3 separate regions of the Mus musculus genome follow, and regions 1 and 3 are each linked to region 2. Evidence: chromatin contacts called from public promoter capture Hi-C data. All regions are on one chromosome and are shown on one strand. The core of a region is the stretch at or near the end of the contact, and the rest is flanking DNA. Distances in the headings are between cores, read along the strand shown. Region 1 holds the start of Skap2 (src family associated phosphoprotein 2). Region 2 holds the start of Tra2a (transformer 2 alpha). Region 3 holds the start of Snx10 (sorting nexin 10).

Region 1 (2,991 bases), core at 121-2,620, 2.7 Mb after region 2:
GACAGTTCTTTCATCATTTCTCTTAGTGCTATCCATGAATGATGAGAAGCATTTCTCAGAGTGACATAGCACACCCTCACCCTGCATCATGTTCATACAAACACAAGTCTCCATCCACACATAATGCAAACAACCCAACAGCTTAACAAGGTATTCTATGATGCTTGGTCTCATACTGTTGCAACTGTAACTTACTAGTTCAAATGTACCTTTTAGAGGACATTGTTTTTAACGATTAAAACACACAGTTAACAGCACAGGCATCTAAGCGAAACTTTTTAATCCATGATCTATATTGAAAGGAATGTTTTAGAGACAACCAAACTAAAATTATTCCATTTCCAGATGTTAGCATCTACAAGACAAAGTATATGGTGGTATCTAAGACCATCAGGATAGGTGAGACTTGTGATACTCTAAAAAGATGTATTTTTTATTTTGTGCAGAACTATCGAGCTTTTCTTGATGCTTAGTGGAACTACACACCTCCAGACATTACTGACCTAACTGAGGAACTGAGGAACCGCATTTCAACTCCTACAAGTAAGTTCCTATAAATGGGAATGTAAAACCAAAAAGGGGAAGATGAGGTTGCAAAGATGAAGTTCCTTGATCACATGATACAGGAAGTAGGAGTTTTAACACAGCCTTCCTTTTTCACTTTTAATAGTTACTGAGGCTTTAGAAATAGTGGCTATTTGAAAATCGGGCACCCTTCAAAACTATAAACATGTTTGGCCTGACTGTTCAAGAAAATGGGGGTGGGGTTGGAAATAGTGCCTTTTGGCCTCCTAACTCCCAACACCTGCGGCCCTGCAGATGCACCTGCATCCTTACTGGCCAGGCCACCCAGGCAGGACCTAGTGCTTGGACTTCTGCTTTCGCAGTTCTCAAACATGCATTCATCAACATTTGCTGTCCATCTCCCGCCCTCACATTCCGGTCTTCATGAAACGCATAACTGTCCGGCTGTCCAGGGAGGATCAGCACATTTCAGCATACACGCCCACTCCCTTCTAGTCCCGACATCCCAGTCCCCCTATACGGCCCGCCCCCCACCGTCCGCATAGGGTGAGGGCTAAGCGCTTCTGTCCCTGTCGGCTCGCCGTCCCCGCGCCCCCGCCCCTAGCGTCACCGCCCCCTTCCCGCTCTTTACCTGCCAACAGGTTCCTAATTTCCTCAGGGAGAGGGCCGGGAGAAGAGGTACAGCTGGGGTTGGGCATGATAATGGCTTGGACCTAGACTCGCAATAGCGGTCCGAGTAAGCACCGAGAGGCTACGACTCCGGACACGGCCCGTCCGAGACTGCCAACAAGGAAGTCACTAGCTCTCCAGCCAGCGGTCGCTGGACGCCGGGCCCTGCCCCCTCCCCGCCCGGGAGAATTGGGCGGGGCTATGGGTGAAGGGGCGGGGAGACCGGCCTTAAAACCTGACTGCGCTTGCGTAGACCTTGCTTTCTGACTGTCCGAAGAAAGCGCCTCCGGGTAGACCACGCCCACACACAGCCGGGAAGGCCACGCCCATACGCGGAAGCGAGCAGGAGGCGAGGCCTCCGAAGGAAGGGAGCGAATTGGAGCTGTGTCACCTGACCGGCCCTTGAAGCTCGTCCGCGCCATTTTCGTTACTGGTATGTCAGCCACACCTCTCTTTCTCCAGGATTCCGGAAAATAAAGCCTCCGCAAGGCTTACGCACTTTCCCTTTAAGGGGTCATCTAAATACTGGTCTTTTCCACCAAGGTTTAAACCCCCGTCTGGTAACCCACCAAGAAGTTTCTACCATTACCCCCCAACTAGCATGGCTTTCTTTGTCCCACTAGATGAAGGTAACGGAGTCCCATTTTCCGCCAATCCTTCCTGAGAGTCTTAGTCCTAAAACGGCGGAGCGTTCTGATTGGCGCTGACATTACTTTCCTACTTATTCTTGGTGTGGTTGATTTCTCTCGCTCTGACGGAATTAGTTCTAGATAATATCCTTTTAGGGTCAGGCACCTGAAATGTGCCAGAAAGCCACCTGTACCGTTGCCCGCTCTAAGTATTTTTTAATTGCAAATAGTGGTTAGAACAGGGAAAATATAAAATTTACTTCAATCTAGTCAGCAAAGGTTGAGTCTTTCAATATTACACGTTTACACTTAAAATCCAAAAAGTTCTGGGTCCTTTAGTCTTTAAAATGGGTGGTGTGTGTGTGTGTGTGTGTGTGTAGAAATGATAATTACATTCAAGTGCCATCAACCTTTACAATCCATTAAAACCTACTGTGTAGACATATTTGTCATGTAGATGACGCTACCAGAGCTACTTAAATACAAAAGAGGATGATACGAGTCTTCAGAGAGGAACTGACAAGGGAAAACATTTTGAATGTAAAGTGTGTATTTAGTTAAAAATATGCTTGGAAAGGTGGCTAATGATACACATCAAGTTGCACCTTCCACTTTCCTTTGCCAGGCACATCATTTTCAAAATGACATCTGAATATCACCTACCTACATTGGTAGAAACAAACAGTGGTTTGTTTGTTCTTATTTCTCCTAAGTTGTGCTCAGAATGTTGTGTCAAAGCTCCAATCAGGAGTATGTTTGTAGGAGGCACAGTATGGTGTGGGGGAAGGGGGTGTCTCTGTGAGACATGCTGAGATACCAGCACAGGAAAGTATAGTATAGAATATTTTGGGCATGGGGAGGGGAATTGAGTGGAGACAGAGAAAAGCAGAGAGAGGGGGAGAGGAGGGGAGAAGACAGGAGAGGAAAGGAGAGGAGAGGAGAGGAGAGGAGAGGAGAGGAGAGGAGAGGGGAGGGGAGGGGAGGGGAGGAGAGGCAGGCAATAAGCATGTGGAGAGCACAGGGAGGGGCATGGAGAGAGAGGGTAAGGAGCAGGAGCAATAGAAGAGAAGGGAGCAAGAGAGAGAGGGAGAGAGAAGGGGGGCAAGCAGCCCCTTTTATAGTGAGTCAGGCACACCTGACTGTTGCCAGCTAACTGTGAGGCGGAGCC
Region 2 (3,167 bases), core at 565-3,064:
CAACACACCCAAACCCCAACCGTCTTTTCCTAATTACTTAGTTTCACAAGTAATACAACTACGTGAAATATTTACTTCATAGTCTTTAAAAGTTGTTAGTACAATAAAACAATCCTAAAAATAGTAAGCAGGTTCAACTCAATCGTTGTGTGCAAATTTCATTCAAATAATCCAATCAAAGTTAAATGTAGTTATGACCTTGTCCTAGTGCATTAAATAAAAAAATAAACAAACAAAATGCACCCTCTTTTCTCAAGATCAAAACCCTAACTGACCGTATATGACTTGACTGACAGAGTACAGGTGTCTAAATCCCGAGCTTCCAAAAGGGACAAATTCTTTCCTTCAGCAAAGCCCTCCAGCGGCTTTTTTCCACCCGCCCCTCCTCCACTAGAATACCAACACAACTGCCAGCCCTCGAGTACCATGGGACTTTTGTTTCCCTTTTTTTTCCTTCCATGGTTTTACCAGGACTCACTTCCATTAATTTCCAATACTAGGGTAACTTCGGAATAAAACTCAAAAACCGGTAACGTTCTAATAATATACTCAAGCTTTGTGAATATACGGTTTATACTCACAAGACCTCAGATAACCAAAGTCTTGAGTCCCTTTTCCGGGGAATGGGTGAGAAAAACGGGGGAGGGTCTGTAAATTTCAGGTATAATCTTTTGAGTTAACAATGATTAGCTTTTTTCTTTTCTTTTTTGAAAACTGAGGCAAGAAATTTGTTCAGTTACGTAAGGTTTAAAGTAAGATGTCTTGGCAGTTTAGCCATAAAGATCTGTAAAGGAGTTTTCAGAGGAATGGTCACAGGAAGGAAAGCTTTGGAAGTTGAGACATAAAGAACCCAACATCTAGCTGTTAGGAAAACAGGCGTCACTGCATTTCCACATTCATTTAGAAGCGAAAGGAAAGAGGACATTAAGGGGAAAGGCTCTTGCGTAGTTTTCCCTTCCCCGCTCGCTCTCGTCTTAAGGACTCTTAAGGGTCGCTGCGGTCGTTGACTAACCACTTCACTGGGCTCGTCCCACCTTCAACCTCAAGGCTTTCGCCTTTACAGACGCGACGCCGCCGGTTCCGACGGAGACGCGGCCGCTCACTGCAACAGAGAGCCAAGGAGACAACAGGCCCCAGCTAGTCCCGCGCCAGCGATTCCCCGCCCGGACAGCAGCCCCGCGCACTTCTGACCCCGAGACCCCGCTGCGATGGCCGGAGGAGGGGTGGTGGTGGCCCGAGATGCCACCGCAGGAAGCACCTACCACTATCCGGCCGGAGGGAGCGCCCCGCCGCCTCCTGCCCCACCGCGCCGGGGACCCGCACCTCGGAGCAGAGATGGGAAGCTGAGAGGAAAGGGAGCGACAGGAGAGGATAGGACCAGGCCAGGTACCAGTCAGCCGCCAGAAAGGAGCGCTGCGGGCTAGTGGGGCATCTGGGCACGCAGGGGGACCCCGAAGCCATCTTGGGACGTGACGCGCTCGCGGTGGCCCTCAAGGCTGCTCCTGAGGGCCCCGCCACCTCGCCCGACCGACCGCGCTCGTCCCCGAGCCCCGGAGCATCGGGCCGCCGCCGAAGACGGCTCCCGCGGCTTTGTACTCACTCTGCCCTCGAAGTTGTTCTCCTCTACATCACTCATGTCGGCCAGGCGCTCCCGAGAACTAAATAAGAGATATGTCTCGGCTCGAGGGCCGACGGCCTAGTCACCGCGCTGTTCGGACTGTGGGGAGGAAGAAGGCGACGGCTACAACGGCCAGTGCGTTCCACTCCCACCAGCTCGCACGTTCAGGCAAAATGGCGCCCGTGCCGCCAGAAACCTCCTGGTGTCCCCGGCGCCTGACGTCAAGGGGCGGACCTGTGATGACGTCGTCGCGAACCCCGCCTCCGCCCCGGGAGGCTTTGTGTCCGCCTGGCCTAGCGCGGGAGATTGGCGGGTTTCAAGAGCTTGCTGTTTGGCGTTGGGTCGGTTTGTCCTCCGGGTGCTGGAATTAAAGGCGTGTGTCATCGCCTGGCTTTGCCTGTGGGGTTTTGTTCTTGAGTTTTTTTGGTTTTGTTCTCTTTAGGTATGGAACTCAGGTCTTTCTTGCATAGCAAAACAAACCAACCAAAAACAAGCAAACAAAAACCCAACAAACAAACCGACTTTTCCAGCTGAGTTTTCCTTATCCCCAGTATCTGCCCCCCCCCCTTTTTTTTTTTTTGGTTTGGTTTTTTTACAGAGACAGGGTTTCTCTGTATAGCCTTGGCTGTCCTGGAACTCACTTTGTAGGCCAGGCTGGCCTCGAACTCAGAAATCTGCCTGCCTCTGCCTTCCGAGTGCTGGGATTAAAGGCGTGAGCCACCACGCCCGGCTAGTATCTGCCCTTTTAAACGTTGAAATAACAATATATACACAGATGGGGTTATACTGAAAAGCCATGAGTTTCTCACTCTTCTCTGCTTCCAAACCTCAAGACAGGGTTTCTGTGTAACCCTGGCTGTCCTGGAACTCCCTCTGTAGACCAGGCTGGCCTGGAACTCACAGAAATCTGCCTGCCTCTGCCTCCCAAGTTCTGGGAATAAAGGCATGAGCTCCCACCACAGCGGGGGGCATTTTAATTGAAGTTCCCTCCTCTCAGGTGACCTTATCTGTGCCAAGTTGATAGAAAATTATCCAGCACACCTAGCATGTACTAGGCTCTGGGTTTAGTCCTCAACACTGTAGAACATGTAAATAAATAAAAATAAATTGGGGGAATATATTGTTTGGCAACATTAGTATCCATACTTCTTGCTCTAGAAAAATAAGGAACACCAGCACAAATAATGAATTCACAAAGACCTGAAATAGCTGGGTGTGGTGATCTGTGCCTGTGATCCCACCACTTAGGCGTCTAGAAGGAAGGACTGTTGGAAGTTCCAGCCAACCTGAGATATAAAAAGAGAGCCTATCAGAAATGTCAGAGAGCTAGTTATCAAACTCTTTAAAAAAAAAAAGATTTATTATATGTAAGTACACTGTAGCTGTCTTCAGACACACCAGAAGAGGGTGTTAGATCTCATTATGGATGGCTGTGAACCACCATGTGGTTGCTGGGATTTGAACTCAGGACCTTCAGAAGAGCAGTCAGTGCTCTTAACCGCTGAGCTATCCCTCCAGCCCCCATTATTAAACTCTTAATGGTTTGGAC
Region 3 (2,810 bases), core at 108-2,607, 2.3 Mb after region 2:
GTAAATCTTAAATGCATTGTCAAACACTGGGCAGAGTGTGCACACCTTTAATCCCAGCACTTGGGAGGCAGAGGCAGGCGGATCTCTGTGAGTTCGAAACCATCCTGGTCTACATAGAGTTCCAGGACAGCTATATATATTAAGACCATGTCTTAAATAAACACAAAACCAAACAAACAAAAACAAAATATAACAAATTCTATTGTCCTCCAATACTGTATACTAACATATTGTAGTTTAAAACCAGCTATTGAGTACTTAAAGTATAAAGTAAATGACTATTCCATTAGGGTGAATTTTTGTAGACATTACTTGAACATAGGTTTGAAATGTGCCCAGATTGCTTAAAACAATACATTAAGATCCTAGGCTTAAGCTGTATAAATATCACATATTCAATTCTCAATCTCCAGGGCTAAATGCTCTCATAGTAAAGTTTTTGTACTTTTTTTTTTTTTGGTTTTTCAAGACAGGGTTTCTCTGTGTATTCTTGGCTGTCCTGGAACTCACTTTGTAGACCAGGCTGGCCTTAAACTCAAAAATCTGTGAGTTCCAAGACAGCCAGGGGTATAAGGAGAAACGCTGTCTCGAAAAACAAACAAACATACAAAAAGCAAAACAAACGATGGTTGCATGTATTATAGTTTGGGTGCAATTTTAGGTCATTAAATACCAATGATGCAAAAAAAAAAAAAAAAAAAAAACAATGATGCAGCACTCAGAGATACGAGTCTAAGATAAGACATTGCATTTTGGCAAGTTTTGTTCAGGAGGTCAGTGTAGCTATGGAATATAGTCATGGACAACTTTTCTAGGAGGATGCTGGATGGTCCAAGATTCGCTGAGTCTTTCTTTTTTGTCCTTAGATTTATTTATTTTATTTTATGACTGTTTTGGCTTCCTGGATGTATGTGCACCACGTGAGTGCTAGGGCAGAAGAGGGTGGTGACTGGAGTTAAAGGCAGTTGTGAGCTACTGTATGGATGCTGGGAGCCAGGTCCTTTGCAAGGGCAAAAAGTGCTCTCAGCCTTGAGCCATGCACACAGGTGGGTGAGAGCCAGCTCAGATGATCTATAGGAACCGGACATATCTTTGGCAGACTCTCATAGCTTTCTCCTCATCGTACATGAAAACACATTTTTTAAAAAGTTACGGAGATATTAAAAATATTGTTATAGCAAACAGTATATGCCCTCCATCGAGATCCTGCTAACATCTAGTCATGCTTGTTTGTTATTGGCTTCTCTCATCTTGATTCCTCACTGCTGGGTAGGGAGAAAGACCCGCTAGCTAGGTGGCCTTTCCTACGTTAAGGCTGGCAGTGGCGGGTGGGGGTGGGGGGCGGCGGCGGGCGCGCAGGGCGGGGCGGGGCGCTGCGTGCGCTGGACGCGGGGCTGCGCTCCTCGGGTTCGCTCTTAGGCGCTCGTCGCCGCCGCGCCTTGAGTCAGCAAACTCCGCCGTGCTCCGGGCCGGGCGTTCAGAACCGCGTGTGAGTAAACTGAGCCTTAGGGAGGGAGTCGGGTGGCGGGCGCCGCGCCTGCCCCGGCACCTGCTCAGCTCGGCTGGGGACGCCGGGGCTGCTGGAGCGAGCAGGTTCTCTCCCCGACCCCCACTTCTTTCCGAATACAAGGCCAGGCACCTTTGAGTTTAGAGGCTGGGAGGGCCAGGGGAGGTTTTTTTTTTTTTTTTTTCTCTTTCATGGGATTGTGGGATTGATGGAAAAGGCCGCGGAGGAAACCCACGCTGATGAGCTGATGATCGGGTTTGCTGAGATTGGGAAGCAACAGCCTGTTTTATCGGTTCTGGACACATCACACTCCTTTGCTAAAATTACAAGTATTGTTAAGGGGATGGTCACGGGATGTCTGCTTCCGCAAAGCACAGGCGCGTGGAGAGCGATGGATCAGAAATTGAGAACACTGATCTCAATTTTCGTGATCTCCATCAACCCTTTTAGTTTGCGACAGGGGAAACCAAGGTCTGCAAGGGTGGAGCAGCATGCACCCGGTGGGAGGGGTGTGTGAAAATCCCTCTCGTCCGGGGAGTGGGCTTGTGGGAGTGGCCGGAAGTGGGCTGGGGGTATTATGGAACTCCTTCAACCAGTGGCCAATCGGGGGGGGGGGGGGAGGGGGGCTTTTCTGGAGGAGGAGAAGGAGGAGGTTAAGTATCCTGGCAACAATCAAGCGTGACTTCGCTTGATTCCTGTCGCTAAGGCAAGGATACAACGGGACAGTCATTCGGGTTGCACCCAACCTCTCCGTGTCTTCCTCCCTTCTGATCCTGGGAATAGGCCCATGGTCTTGAGCATGTCATTAGCAAGCATTTTACCACTGCGCTGCACCCCAGCTCCCGTTTATTTTTAAAGGAGTGGTTGACTGACAGACTGTTTTGAATAGCGATATAAGTGTAGATATATTTAGAAGTGACTGTGTGGAGATGTTCAAGACCTCATTAGCAGTTTCCTCAAGTTATCCAGACCATCCATCCCGGGTTCTGTCAGTGCATTCTTAGCTACAGACACGGGCCTGACTGGCACTGCCCTAAAGAAGGTGTGCCCATGGTGGTGGTGGGGTGGGGTTGCAGCCTTCTGGCCTGCGTGCTTCTTTCTCCACTGCTCTGAACTGTTACCCACTTCCTTTACTTCACTGATGGGAAGACCTTCCGAGTTTGGGGTCTTGAAATAAGCGCCATCATGCTTTCTGTGTTAAAGTGTTTCCTTTGCCACACAGTCCTCATTTCTCTCTCTCTCTTAGTCCAGGCATGGCACTACTTTCATTTTTGAGTTAAGCAATTGGGGAACTAGTTTGTTT

What was found. Promoter capture Hi-C pulls out the DNA fragments that hold promoters and counts their contacts.
Region 1: a promoter capture Hi-C map of hippocampal neurons shows a contact between it and region 2, with 10 times the contacts expected there. The contact joins the promoter of Skap2 here to the promoter of Tra2a in region 2. A contact is called at or near these places in 3 of 39 promoter capture datasets (hippocampal neurons and liver) and 1 of 484 Hi-C or Micro-C datasets (liver).
Region 3: a promoter capture Hi-C map of hippocampal neurons shows a contact between it and region 2, with 2.5 times the contacts expected there. The contact joins the promoter of Snx10 here to the promoter of Tra2a in region 2. A contact is called at or near these places in 1 of 39 promoter capture datasets (hippocampal neurons) and 1 of 115 datasets of contacts at active chromatin or transcription factors (embryonic stem cells).

The regions. Positions count from the first base shown.
Region 1 is chr6:52,011,179-52,014,169 of GRCm38.p6, forward strand. Skap2 (src family associated phosphoprotein 2) reads right to left here and starts at 1,371. Exons shown (of 13, transcript NM_018773.2): 1 at 1,157-1,371. The coding sequence starts at 1,223.
Region 2 is chr6:49,262,238-49,265,404 of GRCm38.p6, forward strand. It overlaps Tra2a (transformer 2 alpha), which reads right to left and starts at 1,815. Exons shown (of 8, transcript NM_198102.2): 1 at 1,601-1,815. The coding sequence starts at 1,636.
Region 3 is chr6:51,522,546-51,525,355 of GRCm38.p6, forward strand. Snx10 (sorting nexin 10) reads left to right here and starts at 1,358. Exons shown (of 7, transcript NM_001127349.1): 1 at 1,358-1,489.